Regions from separate parts of the Mus musculus genome. Here region 1 is linked to region 2. The links are chromatin contacts, called in public HiChIP or PLAC-seq maps. All regions are on one chromosome and are shown on one strand. The core of a region is the stretch at or near the end of the contact, and the rest is flanking DNA. Distances in the headings are between cores, read along the strand shown. Region 1 has its middle 5.8 kb from the start of Taf8. Region 2 overlaps Ubr2 (ubiquitin protein ligase E3 component n-recognin 2).

Region 1 (2,700 bases), core at 171-2,670, 510 kb after region 2:
AGTGTCAGGGAATTAGAGAGATGGCTCAACAGTTAAGGGCACTTACTACGACTGCAGGAGACCCAGGTTCGGTTCTCAGCATGCACATGGTAGCTCACAACCACTTGTTGAAGCCCTGGCCCCAACCCCTGGTATCCACCTGTCTCCCTCCCTGTCCAACCTCACTGTGCTTGGATTACTAACATTGGCCACTTTTACATGGCTGCCTGAGATCTTAACATGCACACCAACTCCTTCTCCACGAGCCACGGCCTGAGTTCCATTTGTCCTTTGAGTCTTGTAACCCAGGTTGGCCTGAAACTATGTGGGTGAGCTGACTTTGAATGTCTGGTCTCTCTGAAGAGTGCCAGGGTTAAAGGCATGTGCTACCTACCACACCTGCTTTGTCATAGGCACATTCAGACTCTCTCGGGGCTGGTGAGATGGCTCAGTGGGTAAGAGCACCCGACTGCTCTTCCAAAGGTCTGGAGTTCAAATCCCAGCAACCACATGGTGGCTCAAAACCATCTGTAATGAGATCTGACTCCCTCTTCTGGAGTGTCTGCAGACAGACTTAGACTCTCTCATCCTATGTCTCACGAAGAACAGTGGACCTTGGAATCTGATTAAGAAGATGATATAGAAATGGGAGGAGCTTAAGGTGCTCTCCCCTCGAATCTCCCGTGTCACTTCATGAAAAGCAGCACCCTTGGATCTACTCCCTGCAAGTTGGAGACAGTGTCTGTGAGGGATGTGAGCCCCTCTACAGGGCAGCCTTCCTGAAGTCTAGTTGTTTTCTCTGCCTCCTCTCCGAAACTCTTGGTTTCTCCGAGGACCTCTCTGCATAGATTTGGAGATGCCCAGGGCAGGTCTCTATGTCTGCTATGATCACGACTCAATTTGCAATCCCAGTACTCAGGAGGTAGAGACAGGCCAGGCCAGTGTCTGTGAGTTGAGTTTGAGGGCAGCCTGGTCTACATAAGTGAGACCTGCACTAGAAAGACCAACTTACAGGGCTGGAGAGGTGGCTCAGAGGTTAAGGGCATTGGCCGAGATACTAGAGGACCTGGGTTCAATTCCCAGTACCCAGTTGTCTGCTCAAAATGTCTGTAACTCCAGTTCCAGGGGCATCAGAAGCCCTCCCTTGGTCTCCACCACACATGCACAGGGTGTGCATACCTACATGTAGGCAAGAAATCCATATGTGTAAAATAAGTAAAAGTTGTTTTTGTTTTGTTTTGTTTTTTGTTTTTTCAAAGAACGTCTAAGCATTGATCCTAAGAAGGGATGGGTGTTGATGTCGGGTTTGAGGGTGAGGGACTAAGGTTGTGAAGTGTATGAATAATGCAAACAAAGTTCCTCTGCGCCCTCCCACCTCTTCCTCTCTGCTCCCAGGGTCTGGGCACAGTGGAACCCTGGGCACGCCCCTTTCCCTCCGCCCTCACTTGTAGAGCAAGAACAGCCTGTACCCTTGAGAAACCACAAGAGGAAGTTTAGGGCGGATTGTGGGTGGGGAAAGTTCTGGGACCTCTGCCAAGTTTCCCTTTCCCTGCTGAACGGTAGGTGTGTTTATTTTGCCCACAGACTTTTAAAGTTTAAATCCTCTGCGTTTCAAAGAGCTGTCAATTCCTGTCCTTGTCCCTGTCCCTGCTGCCGACCTAGGGCACCTTTCCTGCAGTAAGACTGGAGTCTGTGTCTTCTCTGGTCTCAGCCCCTCACTTTCTCCCTAAAGCACCCCTAAAAACCTTTGAACTCTGGGTCATGTGGCTTCAACAACCACTTAGGGGCTCCGTAGTGTTTCTCACCGTAATTCTAGGTGCGCATGTGCGTGCACCTCTGTCCCAGCTTATCATCTTGAAAACCAGCGTCCAGAGAGAGTTCACATAGTCAGACAGCCATGGCTATGTAGAGAGACCCTATACACCAGAAAAGCACAGGCTGTTTTTTCAGATGACCCAGGTTCAATTCCCAGCAACTCACAGTTGTCCATTTGTCACTGCAGTTCAGGGGATTTGATGCCCTTTCCTTCCTTCCTTCCTTCCTTCCTTCCTTCTTTCCTTTCTTTCTTAAATATATATATTTTAAAGATCTATTTATTGTTATATGTAAGTACACTGTAGCTATCTCCAGTCACACCAGAAAAGGGCATTAGCTCTCATTATAGATGGTTGTGAGCCACCATGTGGTTGCTGGGATTTGAACTCAGGACCTTCAGAAGAGGAGTCAGTGCTCTTAACCACTGAGCCTTCTCTTCAGCCCTGAGACCCTTTTTTTTTTTTTTTTTTTTTTTTGAGACAGGGTTTCTCTGTGTAGCCCTGGCTGTCCTGGAACTCACTTTGTAGACCAGGCTGGCCTCGAACTCAGAAATCTGCCTGCCTCTGCCTCCCAGGTGCTGGGATTAAAGGAGTGCCCCACCACCGCCCGGCTCTGAGGTCTTTTTCTTAAGGTCTACAAGTTTTGATCAGGTTTATGTGCTCTGCCACTTTAAGAATTAGGAAGTAGGAAGCAGCTGGTAGTGTCGAGGGAAATCTCAGACTGCAAGCAGACAGCAGCAGACAGAACCAACGGTTGAAGGGCAGGTACTGGGAATGAGGAAACACATGCGGCAGACACACAGAGAAACAGACCCTGCAAGGCAGAGTGCAGACTTGGGAAACAAAAAAATTGAAGGCTGGAGGCCTTTTTAAGTCTCTCAAAAAGTCCTTCTCCCCTAATTTAGGG
Region 2 (2,700 bases), core at 66-2,565:
CTCCACAGGTCCAGGAACACTGACCCCGGAAGCTAAGCAAACCCCTAAGTCAGAGTTTGCAAGTTTTTGTGGAAGTTGCATCTAAAGTGGAGGCCAGAGAGTGCTGTTATGTTACTGTTTCCTTTATTCCGAGACGAGGCCTCTCTGTACAGCCCTGGCACTCACTATGTAGACCAGGCTGGCTTTGAACCCACAGAGATCTGACCACTTCTGCCTCCCAAGTGTTGGGATGAAAGGTTTTCATTATTTGGCTCCTTGGTGTTCTTAGATTCATAACTATCTCTTCTGGATTTCCCCGTCTGGATGGGTTTCTCTCAGTCTCACCTCTAGTGCATAAAGGCAATTATGTTTAGTATCCATAATAATCAAGACAGCTCTGACAGTTTGCGGATTTGCTTGTCTATAGTTAAATAAATAAAAAATTTCCCAAAGAATGGGGCAGCAAATGTTCCTATGAGACACAGATGCCTCATGTTCTAAGGCAGAGGGAATATTTGAGGCTGCAAACCCAGAATGGCTGGGTTTTCTATACCTAACCTGAAGAACACTCTCCAGAGTAGCTAGTTGACAAGTAAATGCGACTGAACGAGAATTGGAAACATACAACTAACAGCACTACTAAAGAAACAGTGGGGGCTGGAGAGATGGCTCAGCGGATAAGAGCACTGACTGCTCTTCCAAAGGTCCTGAGTTCAAATCCCAGCAACCACATGGTGGCTCACAACCACCCGTAATGAGATCCGATGCCCTCTTCTGTGTCTGAAGACAGCTACAGTGTACGTATTTATAATAAATAAATCTTTGGGCTGGAGCAGATGGGGCCGACTGGAGAGAACAGAGGTCCTAAATTCAATTCCCAACAATCAGATGAAGGCTCACAACTATCTGCACAGCTAAAGTGTGTAGTCACATACATAAAATAAAAAAGGAACAGAGTGAGCAGCAAAATGTCACCTTTGTACTGTCCCAGCACTCTCAGCAGTAGCCCTGGGAGCCGACAATGTTTGTTGTTCTGCCTGAGGCACTAGATACATGTTTCACATCTGCAGCTGGGAAACAGGACTCACAGGGCAGCCCAGTTTGGGATAACAGGGGATGTGAGCTCAAGACAAGTCCATCTTGCTAAGTTACCAACATCTCTTTCCACAGCCCAAGTGTGCTATGTGGCAAAGTACCTTTGCGTGTACTTTGTGGTAAAAGAGGGCAGTACCACAAGACAACTTGCTTTCCCACGAAGGGTCAAACTGCATGGAGGCTGGCTGCTGATGCAACCTCAGAGCTATGTTACAGCAGGCCATCCTGTGGCTGCTGCAACATTAACCCACAGCACCGCCCACAGGGGCTGGACACAGCGTGGCCAGCTGTGCTGATGGCCAGCCTTGCAAACTAGTTGTTCCCATCATGCACCTGACACACGTGAAAACCCCATGTAAGGACAGAAAGAGTGAAGCGTACAGGGGCAAACGGCACCTGTCTTAGAATGGGTCACCTGAACTCCTTCCTCTCCTCCACCTAGTGTGTCCATAAGACAGGGGTCCCGTACTCCAGCAGCACAGTTCTCTGGAGGCCAGCATGCCCCCCTTCTCTCTGCAGTAAAATTCATCAACATCTCCTACTTTGGGATTCTTACCCCACAATTCTTTCTCTAGGGCTGACAACCTAGGAAACCGTATCGAGGTCTTATTTTGCTTTCTCCATCTCAGAAACTCCCCAGCCTTTACTAGGGATGACAGTTCCAAACAACAGGCCACACTTCTAAGTTTCAGTGGTCACAAGAAATAATCCATTAAAATAAAAGAAGAATACTCAAAAACACTTTTTTATTTATAGATATGTGTGTGTGTGTGTGTGTGTGTGTGTGTGTGAGCAAGCCTCTGTACCACAGTGCACATGCAGAGGTCAGAGATGACCTGCAGCTGTCAGTCCTCTCTTTCCATCACGTGGTCTTGAGGATCTGACTTGGGTTAAGGCTTGATGACAAAGACCCACTCCTGCTGAGCCATCACCAGCATATCACATGTTTTCCAATACTTATTTTTAGTATCTTAAATTATATGTATTTCTGTGTATCTAAATGTGGGTATTTGCACCTCGAGTGCACTAGCCTGCATAGGACAGAGGTGAGTTAGCCTCCCTGGAACTGGGGTTACAAGTGGTTTCAAGCAGACCGACATGGATGCTGGGAAGGAAACTTGAGTCCTCAGCAGACAGTGCTCGGAACTGCTGAGCCGCTCTCCAGCCTCCGTGATTTATTTTTAACAAAAAAAGTGCATGTCTACACATCTGAATTTAGCTGAAAAAAAAACAAAAAAAAAAAAAACAAAAACAAGACATGAGCCCATTTTCCCACATTTTATTAAATATGAGTGAAACAACAACTAACACTGGCATGTGAGAATAAAAGGCAGGCAAGAATGAACAAGGGCTTGGTAGTCAGAGGCCTGGTGTGATATGACACACATGTTCCCCGCCTGTGCCTTCCTAGTGGCTTGAATAACACGGAGGTGCCTCAGGCCTCAGAAAACAAACTCCTTCTGACCTTCTCCTGCCAAACCTGTTTTCCCTTCTAAGCCAGGTTACCAGAACTGGAAGGACACTCATCCCAGCCTTTCTGTCCTGAAGATAGCCATAAAGAAACTTGAGAGTAGCTAAGTGGATCCTAATGGAGATTCCAGAAGCGTTCCTGCCCCACAGCACCTA

The links. HiChIP or PLAC-seq counts read pairs in DNA pulled down with a chosen protein or histone mark.
Region 1: a contact with region 2 is called in an H3K4me3 HiChIP or PLAC-seq map of bone marrow-derived macrophages, with 6 times the contacts expected there. The contact joins two enhancer-like sites. A contact is called at or near these places in 7 of 39 promoter capture datasets (the 3T3-L1 cell line, the HPC-7 cell line, cranial neural crest and 4 more) and 4 of 115 datasets of contacts at active chromatin or transcription factors (bone marrow-derived macrophages, extraembryonic endoderm stem cells and stem cell-derived neural progenitor cells).

What each region holds. Positions count from the first base shown.
Region 1 is chr17:47,506,696-47,509,395 of GRCm38.p6, forward strand. It overlaps a transcript of Ccnd3 not described here. Among named protein-coding and RNA genes, the nearest start is that of Taf8, 5.8 kb to the left of the region's middle. Within about 2 kb of position 1,421, at least 284 of the 459 cell types and tissues checked have an H3K27ac peak or open chromatin away from gene starts, as enhancers often do. A contact at or near this core is called in the HPC-7 cell line, bone marrow-derived macrophages and liver, where this site is marked.
Region 2 is chr17:46,993,851-46,996,550 of GRCm38.p6, forward strand. All of the region lies in intron 2 of Ubr2 (ubiquitin protein ligase E3 component n-recognin 2), which reads right to left. Among named protein-coding and RNA genes, the nearest start is that of Ubr2, 15 kb to the right of the region's middle. Within about 2 kb of position 1,316, at least 131 of the 459 cell types and tissues checked have an H3K27ac peak or open chromatin away from gene starts, as enhancers often do. A contact at or near this core is called in the HPC-7 cell line, bone marrow-derived macrophages and liver, where this site is marked.